Regions from separate parts of the Mus musculus genome. Here all the other regions are linked to region 4. The links are chromatin contacts, called in public HiChIP or PLAC-seq and promoter capture Hi-C maps. All regions are on one chromosome and are shown on one strand. The core of a region is the stretch at or near the end of the contact, and the rest is flanking DNA. Distances in the headings are between cores, read along the strand shown. Region 1 overlaps Sdr9c7 (4short chain dehydrogenase/reductase family 9C, member 7). Region 2 holds the start of Nxph4 (neurexophilin 4). Region 3 has its middle 14 kb from the start of Gm23996. Region 4 holds the start of Zbtb39 (zinc finger and BTB domain containing 39). Region 5 holds the start of Ndufa4l2 (Ndufa4, mitochondrial complex associated like 2).

Region 1 (2,700 bases), core at 168-2,667, 170 kb before region 4:
AGCCTTCACAGCTATCTCCCCCAATCTTTCCTGGAGCATGCGAGTTTGTGTGGGGTGTGTGTGTGTGTGTGTGTGTGTGTCTGTGTGTGATCTTGGAGATTGAGCACAGACTCCCAGACACACTAGGCAGGTACTCTACCACTGCACTATAGCTCAGAGGGCTTGATCCATTGATAACATCAGAGCCCTTGTGATTCAATGGCTCCCAGAAGGCCCCCACTTCTAAATATTGTCTTGGGGACCCAGCCTTTAACATGTGAACTTTTGGAAGTCATTTCCAGTTCAAACCTTAACATTGATTAATAGCAGAATGGATGATATGGAAGGACAGAATGAAAGAGATGCATAGTCTCTCTCACACATACACACATACACATACATATGCACACATACACACAAATACATACATATACACACATACATATATACACACACATATACATTCACAAACATACATACACACATATATATACACACATATACATACATACCTACACACATACACATACATATACACATACATATACATACATACATACACAAACACACATACAAACACACGCATACACACATACACACAACAAACACACGCATACACACATATATACACACACACACATATATATACATACACACATATATACACACACATATACACACACACACACACACATACACATACACACACACACATACATACACACACACACACATAAAACACACACACACACATATACACACACACACATACATACACATACACACACACACATACATACACACACACATACATAAAACACACACATACACACATACATATACATACATACACATACACACATACTCATACATACACATATACACACATACACACACACACACACACACACACACACACACACACACACACACACACATTAAAACTAAGTGAAACTATTGGCTAGTGGGATGCCTAGTTATTGCTGTTAATTTTTCTTCTGTGAGTTCTATATTGTCTACAAAAATATCTGGGGAAAAAGTATTAAAATTAGTGATTCTGCACACAGGTGTGGAGGAGATACAGATTGGCAGCTGAGCAGTTCACACCTGTTGGGGCTCATGACATAAACAACAGGCAGGCCTCAGGCACCTCACCATGCCCCTCCTCCCAGACTCTGGGACAGAGATAGGCATTTGAATGGGGGTGGAGTGGGATTCAAACCTCAGGAAGAGAAAGGACTCCAGAGAAAATGGGTTTGAGGGTCAGACTTCCATGACAAAGCATTAAAGCTGCCAGGAAAGGGAATAACATTTGAAATGTAAATAAAGAAAATAACTTCTAAAAAAAAAAAGCTGGAGAACAATAACAAAGGTCTCCTGACTCTGGCATGCTCTAGGTGAGTAAATCACCCATTAATTCTGGGCCAGGATGCTTGTAGATAGTGGGTGGGCACTCAAGAATCCTTAGCCAGCCTCTAGCTGCACATTGCCACCCCCACCCCTTGAAGAGCCTTGCTCACTCTCACAAGTCAGGCTGTCCTTTTAGTGATGTGGCTCTCAGACACCTCCAACATTGTACCCAGCATGAATCTCTCCCCAGCGAGGCCTGGGCAGGAGGGTGACTAGGTAGGTACTCGGGGTTCTGCACATTGCCTCCCTTAGGGACATAGAGCCCATGCAGGCTGAGGGAAAGTAGCAGAGGTCCTCAGGGGCATGTGGAAGGAGGTGTCTGGATACAGAGGCTGTAGGCTTTTACACTGTTTTTTTGACATATTTGTTAGCTCCAATTTTGCGTGGAATTCCCATGAGACAGATTCCCGCCCACCCAGCCCTCTGCTCTCCCAGATGGTAATGGAGAGCAGGGGATTTGGATCTGAGTCCTTGAGAAAGAGTTCTCATCATGGAGACACAGCACTCTAGGAAGTATCCTGGCTTTCCCACTTGGGCTCTAAGGCTCAACTCTCTGTTTTCTCCTGTGGTCCATATACATACTCCCTAAGAAGGAACTTAAATGGGAACTTTTGCTGGCTTCCCAGCAGAGTGCGGATGAGACAAGAAGCTCAGTTAATAGTCTGACCCCTCTCAGATCCTCCTTAACCCATTTGGCTGCAGTTTATCCTGGGATCCATCAGTGGAAGAACATTGCCCTCTGCTTGCTGGCCTACTCTAGTGACTGTGTGCCACTTTAATTTGATTCTACCCCAGATATGGCTAAAAGTAACACCAAGAAATAGGGAGCCTGCTCCAGAGAAAACGTGTCACTGAGATGCTCACCCTCCTGGGTAGATTCAGACCTATCATGGATTGACTGACAGACTGACTTACGTTGTTGTAGTTTGGATCTTAGGTATCTCCCAAAGACCTATGCATTAAAGGCTTGGGCCCCAGCCTGGTGTTATTAGGCAGTCTTAGAACTTTAGAAAGTGAGGTAAGAGGTCTTTAGATGTCTAGGAGCTTTTGAAGGGGATGCTGGTAGGGCCCCAGGCCCTCCTTTGTCTCTTTCACCTCCCAGCCACCAAAAGAAGAGTTTTGTTCTGCTGTGAGCAATTGATACACTGTATCGCTGCAGGCCCAAAGAAACAATAAGGTCAACTAATCATGGACTGAACAATTCTCAAAACAGCAGGGCAACAACAGCTTTTCTTTTTCTGCTGATCATCTCAGCGATTTGTTGCAAGAACAGAAAGCCAACACCTCAGACACTTTTGAATTTTATACTTT
Region 2 (2,700 bases), core at 148-2,647, 200 kb after region 4:
TGTCTGTTATTTTCATATCCCTAGGCTTGTCTTTCAGATTGCCTGTGTGTGTGTGTGTGTGTGTGTGTGTGTGTGTGTGTGTGTGTCCCTGTGGGTATTTGCCTCTGTCAAGGCAAGAGGTACTTTGGGTACCTAGCTGTTTCTGTATATCACTGTATGCTACTGTGTGTATAAATCATGTGTGTCCGTCTCTGTGTGCTTATGTGCCTCTGTGTATGCTGGTCTGTATGTGAAGTGGCCTCACTGCTACAGTGTAGCAGGGTACTATTACAGTGGGGTAAGACTGGAGACACACCTTGGGATGTGTGTCTGTCTCTTCATCTCTTTGCATGGTCCTATCTCTTGCTGTCTAGGTGTTGGTCATACTACCTACTCAGCCTCAGACACAGCGCATAGCAACAGCTGACAGCTGAAGACTCCCTGGGTAGGGGAGAGAGAGAAAGACCAGTGGGAGGAGGAAACACGAAGAAACAGCCCTGAGGATGAGAACAGAGACCGTGCTGGAGCTGGGGACAGAGAGAGACAAGGACAGAGATAGACAGGGAAGGGGACGGGATGAGAAGAGCTGAGAGTGGAAGATGGGATTGTGGGAGAGAAAGCACAGGGCTCGTACCAAGAGGGGCAGAAGGCACTGAGGACTTCCTGCCTAGCACCAAACAAGGGTGCTCTGGATCAGGCCAGGGTCAACAGTGCGGATCAGGGGCTAACTTAAAAGAGCCGGTTTAGCCAAGGGGTCCGGGGGCCGCAGAGGTGCCGCGGGGCGGGGACAGGGCGGCGGGCGCCGTTTGTCAGCCCTATTGACAGACGTGATGGGGTTTCCGTCCGTGATCAATGATTCTCATCTCCAGGCCGAATGAGCCGCGGGGCGCCCATCCATCCCCGTCAGCGCCGCGCTCAGTGCTAGTCGCCCGAGGCCCCGCCCGCCCTCACCTCGGTCCCTGTCCGGATCACTGCCCTAGACCTACCTCTGCCAGGATTATAGAAACACCCCCCACCCATCCACCTCGGGCATCACAGGACAGGGTCCTGCTGCGTTCCCTAGCCTGTGTATGGGAACTCATGCTCCGCGACGACCCCTTCCCGCTCACAGTTCAGGGCCTAGAGTCCCACGCCCTATTGTAGCCCTCATCTGCCCCAAGACCTGGCGTCTTTGGGGTGCTGCTCCCCAAACCCCTTGCCCCTCTCCAGCTTCACACCTGAGCCAGGGGTGTGTCCAGGGTGTGTCACGGTGAAAGTCACCTTCCTTGCCCCCAGCTGGGCGGGAGGGGGCGCGCGGGGCGCGGCCGGGATTGGAGCACCGCGGAGCCCCGCCCCCCCACCCCGCCCGCCCGACTCAGACCCAACTTTCTCCCCCGCCCGCGCCCCGCCCCCAGCGCCTTGCTCCGCTCCGCGCTCAGTCCGCGGGCCGAGCCGCCCGCTCCCGCTGCTCGCGCCGCCGCCCTCTGCCCGGCGTCCCTCACCCTGAGCCCAGTCCTGCCGGACTCGGGACCCGCCCTGCCCGACCCGCTCGACCGCTCGGGAAGATGCGGCTGCTCCCGGAATGGCTCCTCTTGCTCTTTGGTCCTTGGCTCCTTAGGAAGGTAAGGGTGGCAGAGCCAAGGTGCGGGGTCCGGGACACGAAGAACACTGCATGCCAGGGGGCTCCGCGCGTCCGCCCCGCCCCCAGGACTAAGCGTCCCAACTTTGTGCGTCGTGGGGGACGTGGACAGACAGACTGCCCGCTTTAGGACTGGCATGCACCCAGCAAGTTGGCTGAGGGTTAGAAGAAGGTGCAGGGTGGAGGCCCGGCTCCAGTCGGATTCAGGCGCGACGGGGGGAGGGGACGAAGCGCGACCCGCGAGTGCGCCAGACAGAGAAGGAGTGCGAGACAGACAGACAAGCCAGCGGGTGTTAGCCTAGCCTTCTTTCCGCACCTACCTCGCTTGCCTCCCTCTGTCTGTCTGTCTGTCCTTCCACCTCTCACCCTCCACCTTCCCATTCCTCTTCTCCTTGTCACAATGCCAGGTAAGCTCTGCGATCCGAGCATACATTATCCAGGCACACGCGCTTACACGGACCCACACCAGCAGGGCTGAACTTGGCTACAATCTTCCATCCCATTTCCCGCGGAGACACCATCTCCCCTGCATAACCTCACAGACACACCCCCCTCTCACGCCTGGTGGTTGTTGTCTGGGAGGGGAGTCTCTCCTTACATCTCCTTCCTGCCCCCACCCTTCTCACTGTCTCTTTTCCTGGGGTTTCTGGGTGAAGACCCAAAGGCTAAAAGGGCCCAGAGCTCATCCTGCCCGACTCTTGCCTTGAGATCTTCAGCCCATATGGGCTCACAGTGCGGACATGGAGTGTATGGGTTAAAACCAGCCCTTGTATGCATGTGTCCAGGGAATCCAGGCACTGGGACCCAAGGTGAATGTCTATGTTGGCATGCCATGGTGGAGACATTGTCTTTGCATGGTTGATTGTGCCTGCTTCAAAGCACTGCCATCTATTTGTGCCCTGAAGTGTGACCCACAAGGGTAGTTTAGACTCTGCCCCCAACTTCCTTTCTCAACTATGACCTACCCAGTTTAAGGGCAACCAGTTGGCTCCACAAGCCCTCACTCTTGGACCTCAATCCCCAGTCTTTAAGAGAAACCAGTAATTCTCCTCCAAAACGCTTGGACCCCAGGCCTGGTGTGGTGTCCTCATAACTACAATAGG
Region 3 (2,749 bases), core at 174-2,673, 230 kb before region 4:
TAATTTGAATTCAATTAACCTGATATATGTTCAGAACTAGATAGGGAATATTAGTCACTGATTCCAAGTAGAGAGTGCAGTAATAATTGCCTGCTGTGAACAGGTATTAATTAATAGAAGTCTGTGGCTCCAGGTAGAGAGCATAACAGATAGATATTATAATAGATATTAATTAAATAAATGACCGTGGCGTGGCTCCTGGTAGAGAGCACAATAGATAGATGGTATAATAGGATGGCTGCTCTAGGCAGAGAGCTTAATTAAAAACTATCTGATTCCTATAGGCAGATATTAGAGGAAGTTTAAATTAATTGCTTTAAAGATGGTATAAAGATATATTGCTCTAATAAGTCTTACAGGAGACTCATATTCTGTCTCACATGGGCTCCACGGGAATTTTGGGTTTAAATCCTGGTTTGACTAGATGCCTCTTATAAGCAGGTATAGATAGAAGTGTGAATCAGTTGTTTTAAAGATGGTATAATAAAGTCTGCAGGAGACTCCTATTCTCTAATGTGGACTCCATGGGCATTTTGAATTAATATCCTGTACATAGACCCAGAGACACACATGTTTGTACACACAGAAATCCCATAGACACTTAAACCAAGAAGCCATGATATATACACAGAGAATCTGTAAAGTTAAAAGGAAAAAAAAATGCCTGGCAACATTACCCGACACAGAACATCCAAAGATCTCCCTCGAGCTCCTTTTGTGTTGGTGTCTATTGCTGGGCTTGGGGTCTGTACTTGAGAGGTTCGTTTCCCCAGTGAAACTTACTTGACGATCCATTCCCCTTGTCCTCTAACCCCACACTCTCACCTAACCTCTGTGGTTATACAGATTATAGCTTGCTTATTGATGGCTTAACATAAGAAAACATGGATTTATTTAACATAAAAACAGACATGTTAGGGGGCTAGAGAGATGGCTCAGTGGTTAAGAGCACTGACTGTTCTTCAGGAGGTTCTGAGTTCAATTCCCAGGAACTACACTTAGAGCTTACAACCATCTATAATGGGATCTGATGCCCTCTTCTGGTGTGTCTGAAGACAGTAACAGTGTATTCATATACATAAAATAAATAAATCTTAAAAACAGACATGTTGGTCGATGGAATAGAATCAAAGACACAGAAATAACCCCACACACCTATGGTCAACTGATTTTTGATACAGAAGCCAGAAATACACAGTGTGAGGGGTGGGTGGGGGTGGGGAAGACAGCACCTTCAACAAACGGTGCTGGTCAAACTGGATAGCTGCATATAGAAGAATGCAAATAGATCCAATTTATCAACCTGCACAAAACTCAAGTCCAGGTGGATCAAAGTCTCCACCTAAGGCCAGTAACACTGAGCCTGATAGAAGAGAAAGTGGAGAGCAGGCTTGAACTCATTGGCAATGGAAAAGACTTTCTGGACCGGGCGCCAGCAGGCACTAAGGGCAATAGTTAATAATAAATGGGACCGTGTGAAGCTGAGAAGCATCTGTAAGGCAAAGGACACCGTCATTCAGACAAATCAACAGGTTACACAATAGGAAAATATTTGTTGCCAACCACATGTCTGATAGAGGGCCCGTATCTAAAATACATAAAAAACACCAGAGATCAAGAAAACAACTCAATTAAAAAGTGGGGTATGGGCCAAAACAGAGTCCCCAAAAGAGGAAATTCAAATGGCAAAGTGCAATGTCCGGTGGTGCACACCTTTAATCCCAGCACTTGGGAGGCAGAGGCAGGCCAGCCTGGTTTACAAAGTGAGTTCCAGGACAGCCAGGGCTACACAGAGAAACCCTGTCTCGAAAAAAACAAAACAAAACAAAACAAAACAAAACAAAAAAAATGTCCAACATCCTTAGTCATGGGGAAATGCAAGTCAAAACTACTTTGATCTTACACCAATCAGATTGACCAACATCAATAAAACAAATGATCAGTCAGATTGGCCAAGATCAAAACAAATGACAGCTCATGCTGTTGAGAATGTGGAGAAAGGAAAACATAGGACACTTGCTGGTGGACACTTGCAAACTTGTACACTCACTGTGGGAAGCAGTGTGGTGGTTCCTCAGAAAGATGGGGTCTATTTACTTCAAGACCCAACTGTACCATTCCTGGCCATATACCCAAAGGACACTTCATCCTACCACGGAGGCCCTTGTTCAGCCATACTCAAGATTTATAGTAGCCCCACATTGGAAACAGATGTCCATCAATAGATGGATGGGTAAAGAAAATGTTTACACAAAAGAATATCTAATTACTCAGTCACTTAAAAAAAAACCACCAAAATTATCAGGTAAATGAAAGAAATTAGAAAAAAAAAATCCCAAGTGAGTTAACTCAGAACCAGAAAGACAAATATGGTATCTGGTTATATATTTTGGATATTTAAGGGTCATGGGTCTGCAGTTTGCCCTCTTTACCAGTTAGCTATTTTCCTATACTTTATCTGGCCAAAACTGTAAAAGAAATATGGTTTTAATCCTTTAAAAACACTTTTTAAAAATGTGTGTGTGTGTGTGTGTGTGTGTGTGTATGCGTGTATGCACGTGCGTGCGTGTGAGTTCAGGTGCCCTCAGAGTCCAGAAGAGAGCACTGGTTCCTGGGGAGCTAGAGTTGCTGCTGGTTGTGAGCTGTCCTGTGTGCATGCTGGGAACTGAACTTGGATTAAGAGCAGTACACACTCAAACTGCTGAGCCACTTCCCCAGCCAGCTTGGTTTTATTCCTTTTTTGTCTGAA
Region 4 (2,779 bases), core at 165-2,664:
GGGGTAGAAAGCCAGACTGTGTGTTTTTAAAAGAGGGGAGTGAGCTATATGTGTCTAGCTAGGAGCCTTCCAACTGAATGGATGTTCAGCCCTCAGTACAATCCAAACAACAGGCTCGGGTTTCTTTACTAACTTCTTCCTAAATCAAGTTTTTCTTTCTATCATTAAGTCTATTCTCTTTCCTCACAATGCCAAATGCCAGGAATATACTTGAACTATTATCAATGCTCCATTAGCAGCTAAGGAAGAGGTAACGGTTGCACCTTTACTTGTCTGCCATAGCTGTCCTTTCCAGTCTACAAACAAACCTCTCAGCTCTTTTTTTCTTTTCTTTTTGAGATCTTATGTAGCCCAGGCTGACTTTGAAATTGCTCTGTTACTAAGGATGATCTTGATGGCATTATGATACTCCTACCTCCATCTCCCAAATGCTAGATTACAGATAAGAGCCACCACCAGCCCCACCTCAAAATCTCAAACTCTTGAATCCCCACCTCGCCCTTCATGGGATACTTGCCTATTCTCTGGTCCTTCCCAGACCCCTTCTGGATGCTAATTTCTCAAACGTTACTGTATTCTGTGGATGAAGCTAAACTCATAGCCAAAGCAAACACAACTGTGGTATGTAACATTACTTAGGTACGTTGTATCTGTCTTTACCAACTATACAGTAACAACTGGATGCCTTAAGCAAGGGAAAGATTCCTGCAAGCGTTTTTAACATCACTTTTCCCCCATCTCAGGTCTTGCACACCTCGGAGAAACAACTAGTCACATGCGTGTGCTTCGCACAACTCGCCCTGAGCAGCACAACCCTTTTCTCCATCGCACCAGGTTCTACCAACAATTCCCAACTTTTCCCGGGGGCCCAGCACTCGTCTGAGTATTGTTGGGTACCAACCACGCGTCTCCCGGGCCCTGGCGGTCACTCATCCACGGTGGGAGGCTCCGGGCACCCCATGGATATACAACTTGCAAGGAGTACGCCCCAACCAAAGGTCTGCCCGTGCCGCGGTCTCCCCGCGATCCGCCAGGGCAGGGACAGCACCGGGCTGGGGCGCAGCACCGCCGGGAAGGCGCACCTCGGTCGCCACAGACAGCGCGGGCTGCCCCCGTGCGACCCAGGCCCGGCGCCGCGGGAGCCGGCCGAGCGGAGGCCCGGGAGCCGCGGCCCGGTCGCCGGGAGGGAGGACAGGGCCGGCCGGGGACACCGGCGGGGCGCGCCCAGCCAGGGCGACAGAAAGGCCGAGCGGGAGTCCGGCTGGACCCGATCGCGCTTACCCGGCTCCGCGGGGTCCGAGCACCATCGCCGCCACCGCCTCACACAAAGGCCCCGGCCCGCCGTGCCCGGCCCGACGAGGAGGCGGCGCCGCCGGCCGCGGCCAGACTCTCCATCCGCCGAGCCGCTCGCCGCGCCGGCCCGGGCCGCCCCCGCCGCCCGGCCCGCAGCGCCCCCCGCCGTCCCGGAGGAGGCAGCGCCCCCCGCCGCCCGGCCCGCAGCGCCCCCCGCCGTCCGGGAGGAGGCAGCGCCCCCCGACGGCCGGGCGGAGCCACGAGCCCACACCAGCCCGCTCGCTGTGGCGCCTGGGGAGTGAAAAGCAGGTCCAACCAACCCTGTCCCCCAACAGCCTCGCAAAAATCTGTGTGCTTGTTCAGTTAATTTATGACTCCCGCGAGCTTTCTGAGGGCAGGGATCTGTGGTTTTGCCAGAGCTCCACTTTTGAGTTCTGCTTGTCACCTTGCCTTGCACACATATAGGCGCCTTCTAAAAACCTGTGTGCGGGTGCAGGTATGTGACTGTGCGGATGGGGGTGAGGGGGGCGGGGTCTGACCAAGCCAGCTCAGTCAGTCAACCGGGTCTCAAGGGAGGGAGTGAGGATTGCAAAGAAGAAAAAAAAATTGACAAAACTATAACATGACTCCAGCCAGTGCTGAGGCTGAGGCTGAAGCAACTTTATTTTTTTAGCTTTTATATCATTCTAGGTACATCCAAAAAAAACAAAAAACATGGTTCTTAGACCAAAGACAAAGTAATCAAGAGAAGTAGTAAACAAAGAGATCACACACGGTAATGATTAAGCATAGTAGCAAACAAAGCCCCACAGTCACCGTTTCTCACGTTCTTATCTGAGCCTACTTCCTTGTCCGAGCCCAGTGACAATGCCAAATTCCTGGAAGCAGCACCAGACACTCTCACCAGGGGTAGATGATTAACGAATGGAGTATTTCAGGTTAGATCCCCAGGAAGCTCTTCTGATAGCCCAAAACGGACCCTCCTTCCTGGTAGATGGCCAGATGGAGTCACTCTGTTACCTGGACCGTGGCAACCCAGGTGTCTTCCTAAACGGGTCCGTCCCCTGTCTAGAATTCCATCACTGGCCTCCTCCCTTCTCCTGAATCTGCTCATCAAATGATCCTGCTCAAGACTAGCCATAAAACCAAAGCTCCCCTGCCTACGTCCTTACACAGCCTAGACAGCCCAGGCTGGCTCCTTCCCATCCTGCCTCGCCTGCCAGCCAGGCACAACTCCAGCCCAGGCCTGTGTCTCATGGCCAATTCCAGCCTATCTGTCCTCTCTCTTTCATATCTGCCATAAAAGCATTCCCTTTGTGGGCTGGGGAGCTGGTTCAGAGGTTAAGAACACTGGCTGCTCTTCCAGGGGTCCGAAGTTCAATTTTCAGCAACCACATAGTGGCTCACAACCATCGCTAATGAGATCTGGTGCCCTCTTCTGGCCTGCAAGCATAAGTGCAGGCACAATGCTGTATACATAATAAAT
Region 5 (2,700 bases), core at 195-2,694, 220 kb after region 4:
TACTGACTTAGGGACTAGGACGGGAGGGGAGAGGGGAAACACTGGTTCTACAGTTACCTTGTACTGGTCATTGGGACTCAGGCGGTTCCAGGGCTCTGGGTTGTTCTTTCTGTCCCAGCTGTGAACAGGACAGGAAGGTTAAAGTTTCTTTTCTGGGAACCAGGACTTTGGCATTAAACATGGCCTCAGTATCACCACCCCTGGCGCCCTACCCTGAGGAGGGGAGAACATTTCCTAGAGACTGACAGAGAAGGGGGAGTGAGTGTCGTTGTCATCGCCATCCCTGGGAGGTGCTGGCAAGAAGTATGGCAGCTGATGACCAAATGACAACCTAGCCTATAGACTGCCCAGGGTTAGCCTCCCTCACCCAACCGCTCAGGGCAGAGTCCTGGGAGTCAGGCAGAAATCCTGAAGGACAGTACTTTCAGTGGGTGCACCTCAGACTCCAGGATCAGAGTGGGTGGTGCTTTGGCCTTCTGCTTGTCAAAGGACTGACCCCCCTGATGCTTCTGGCAGGACACAAAGTCCCAGTACAACCAAAGACCCTCAGGAGTCCCACACTGCCAGACATCCAGCACTTCCGGTCAGGCATAGAGGTACCTAAAAGCCACCAGACATGGCCAGTAGAGATGTGTCGCCATGGCAACCCTGTGGTGAGCTGCTGGGATTCCAGCTGCCCCACGTGGCTAGCCACTGACAGTGAGCCACCAGGTGGTCCAGATGGGAGGTGAGGGTCTCTCAGGTCAGGGGCCACTCCAACCCTGGGAAATGCTGGGTGGCAGTGGAAATGAGGACGGACACAGACCGAGGGTCCTTCTAGGTCTAAGGTCCCACCTTAGACCATTTTATTCCACCCAGGACCCCTGCCCTCTTGCCTCCCAAGACCTGTTGTTACCAGACATCAGGACTGCGCAGGGCAAGTCGCAGCAAGTAGAGTCCGGCACTGCCCATGCCCAAGCAGATGAAGCCAATCATTGGGATGAGCTGCAGAAAAACCAGGCACTCTCAGGGTCCGAACTCTGCTCAGTTCCCACTCACTCTGTCCTAGTTTTCTTCCTGTCCCTTTATCTTTACTCAAGGTCTGATGCCACCTTCCCTTTGGGAGTGGGGCCTGAAACCTACAGCCACATCCTCAGCATGCTGTCCCTTACCCTTACAGTGATCCTGTCCAAGGCAGGTTGCAGGGACATTGAGTACATTGCAGAGAGAGGACATAGAATGTCCCTGGGAAAACTTGGGAACACTAAGGAAACCGGACAGGAAGCAGGATGGGGGGAGTGGGGGTGGGGAGGGCTTGAGAGGCAGGGTGACAAGAGGGGAATTAGATCTGAGGACTGAACTCACCCCAGGGTGTCTTTTTATCTGCCGGTAGAAGCGGGTCCCTAGACTAGTTCCTGCCATCTTGTCCCAGTGTCTGGTCTTCTAGGTGGATCTCTTCTATTCCTCACCCTGGGGTCCCGCCCCCCATCAGGGAGGGGTCAGCCTAGCCCCGCCAGCTCCACCCAGCTTGCTTTCTCCCTGCAGTTCCAGATCCAAAACAGGCTGGAAGTTGTTGCGGAGCCTTGAGGTTCCTCCTTCCCAACTCTCTCTTACTGAAAGGGAAACCCTGGCCCAGGAGACACCATTATACTTGGGTCTTTGGGTATCTGAGGGAGGAACCTCTTTGGCTTCCAGAGACTGAAAGGGGATCCAGATGTGGGACAGACAAGCAGACAGCCTTCTAACAAAGTGGGGATGTGGAGTGTCCACTGCAGGGAGCAGGGAACAGTGGGGGCATGCACAGTACGTTGTCTACACTCCTGGAGCTAGCAGGCCTTTCGCGTATAAGAGGCACGTGAGCAAAGTTAGTGCTGCCAGCCCCTCTTGGTCTGGGCGGTTTTGCTGGGTTGTGGTTGGCCTGGAGTAGTCAAGAGGTGGAGATTGCAGGTGTATGAATCTGCACCGCTCAAGGCATAAGGCAACAGTTGTAGCAATTTAGGGGCTTGAGATGAGGAAGGAAGAGCCCTCCGAGGAGTCCACCATACTCATCTCTGGCTTTGGGACTAGCAGAAGAGCTCCGAATTAAGGAAGCAGCCATAGAAAACTAGAAGAGATGTTGAAAACCGGTGGGAAGGGGGTGGGGGATTAGGTATATGCTATATTGCCCGGGCAGGAAGTTTTCCCCATCCACCCGCTGTCTTTGGAGGACTGGTTTTGGGGACACAGGAAGTGAGCCTCTTCTTCTCCTCGCTTCCATGTTAATTTCTATCACCCCTCTCGATTAGCCCCTGCCGCTGGATTCTGCTATGCTCCCCCATTTCTCTCCTAAAGAACTTGTACTATGGTGGACCCCTGCTGGGATGAGCTGTGTACCGCCACTGCCTCCCTGGGGTACAGGGAGAGAGACAACCCTTTCTGAGGGGCCCCTCCCTTTCCTACACACCGATACCTCGCCCGCCCCTTGAGCTGACAAGCTCTGCTGTAATTAGGCTGCGGGGTCCGAGCTCTCCGCCTCCCTCCGGCGGATAATGAGATAAAGTGTCAGAGACATGGCGAGAACAAAGAGACAGAGACTCACTGAGACGTGTGTGGGGGAGGGGGTGGGTGTAGAGGAGGGGGGCTGATGGGATGTCAGAGCCTAGAGCAGAACAGGGCCCTTCCTGAGCGTCCCCACCTCTAGGGCTGGGCCAGGGAGGGTGTGTCCTGTCACCAGCGCCTCTA

What was found. Promoter capture Hi-C pulls out the DNA fragments that hold promoters and counts their contacts. HiChIP or PLAC-seq counts read pairs in DNA pulled down with a chosen protein or histone mark. Capture Hi-C pulls out chosen DNA fragments and counts their contacts.
Region 1: an H3K27ac HiChIP or PLAC-seq map of embryonic stem cells shows a contact between it and region 4, with 11 read pairs. The contact joins the enhancer-like site here to the promoter of Zbtb39 in region 4. A contact is called at or near these places in 11 of 39 promoter capture datasets (the C10 cell line, the HPC-7 cell line, cranial neural crest and 7 more), 1 of 15 datasets of contacts at CTCF or cohesin (embryonic stem cells), 17 of 484 Hi-C or Micro-C datasets (the C2C12 cell line, adipose-derived mesenchymal stem cells, bone marrow-derived macrophages and 11 more), 28 of 115 datasets of contacts at active chromatin or transcription factors (bone marrow-derived macrophages, cardiomyocytes, craniofacial prominence and 17 more) and 5 of 9 other capture datasets (adipose tissue, embryonic stem cells, liver and 2 more).
Region 2: a promoter capture Hi-C map of pancreatic islet shows a contact between it and region 4. The contact joins the promoter of Nxph4 here to the promoter of Zbtb39 in region 4. A contact is called at or near these places in 14 of 39 promoter capture datasets (the 3T3-L1 cell line, 3T3-L1-derived adipocytes, the C10 cell line and 9 more), 1 of 15 datasets of contacts at CTCF or cohesin (CD8 T cells), 3 of 115 datasets of contacts at active chromatin or transcription factors (embryonic stem cells and memory CD8 T cells) and 2 of 9 other capture datasets (adipose tissue and pancreatic islet).
Region 3: a promoter capture Hi-C map of liver shows a contact between it and region 4. The contact joins the enhancer-like site here to the promoter of Zbtb39 in region 4. A contact is called at or near these places in 11 of 39 promoter capture datasets (the C10 cell line, the HPC-7 cell line, cranial neural crest and 7 more), 2 of 15 datasets of contacts at CTCF or cohesin (the NIH/3T3 cell line and embryonic stem cells), 6 of 484 Hi-C or Micro-C datasets (bone marrow-derived macrophages, embryonic stem cells, liver and 1 more), 31 of 115 datasets of contacts at active chromatin or transcription factors (VIP interneurons, astrocytes, bone marrow-derived macrophages and 20 more) and 4 of 9 other capture datasets (adipose tissue, liver, macrophages and 1 more).
Region 5: an H3K4me3 HiChIP or PLAC-seq map of embryonic stem cells shows a contact between it and region 4, with 6 times the contacts expected there. The contact joins the promoter of Ndufa4l2 here to the promoter of Zbtb39 in region 4. A contact is called at or near these places in 20 of 39 promoter capture datasets (the 3T3-L1 cell line, 3T3-L1-derived adipocytes, the C10 cell line and 13 more), 2 of 15 datasets of contacts at CTCF or cohesin (CD8 T cells and embryonic stem cells), 14 of 484 Hi-C or Micro-C datasets (B cells, CD8 T cells, cerebral cortex and 4 more), 5 of 115 datasets of contacts at active chromatin or transcription factors (effector CD8 T cells, embryonic stem cells, memory CD8 T cells and 2 more) and 4 of 9 other capture datasets (adipose tissue, embryonic stem cells, liver and 1 more).

The regions. Positions count from the first base shown.
Region 1 is chr10:127,906,213-127,908,912 of GRCm38.p6, reverse strand. The region is part of intron 3 of Sdr9c7 (4short chain dehydrogenase/reductase family 9C, member 7); the gene reads right to left. Among named protein-coding and RNA genes, the nearest start is that of Sdr9c7, 9.0 kb to the right of the region's middle. Within about 2 kb of position 1,417, at least 9 of the 459 cell types and tissues checked have an H3K27ac peak or open chromatin away from gene starts, as enhancers often do. A contact at or near this core is called in embryonic stem cells and induced pluripotent stem cells, where this site is marked.
Region 2 is chr10:127,533,256-127,535,955 of GRCm38.p6, reverse strand. It overlaps Nxph4 (neurexophilin 4), which reads left to right and starts at 1,397. Exons shown (of 2, transcript NM_183297.2): 1 at 1,397-1,580. The coding sequence starts at 1,524.
Region 3 is chr10:127,965,480-127,968,228 of GRCm38.p6, reverse strand. No RefSeq gene overlaps it. Among named protein-coding and RNA genes, the nearest start is that of Gm23996, 14 kb to the right of the region's middle. Within about 2 kb of position 1,423, at least 6 of the 459 cell types and tissues checked have an H3K27ac peak or open chromatin away from gene starts, as enhancers often do. A contact at or near this core is called in hepatocytes, intestinal villus epithelium and liver, where this site is marked.
Region 4 is chr10:127,738,165-127,740,943 of GRCm38.p6, reverse strand. It overlaps Zbtb39 (zinc finger and BTB domain containing 39), which reads right to left and starts at 1,414. Exons shown (of 2, transcript NM_198035.2): 1 at 1,282-1,414.
Region 5 is chr10:127,513,683-127,516,382 of GRCm38.p6, reverse strand. It overlaps Ndufa4l2 (Ndufa4, mitochondrial complex associated like 2), which reads right to left and starts at 1,444. Exons shown (of 4, transcript NM_001098789.1): 1 at 1,345-1,444; 2 at 896-984; 3 at 58-118. The coding sequence starts at 1,401.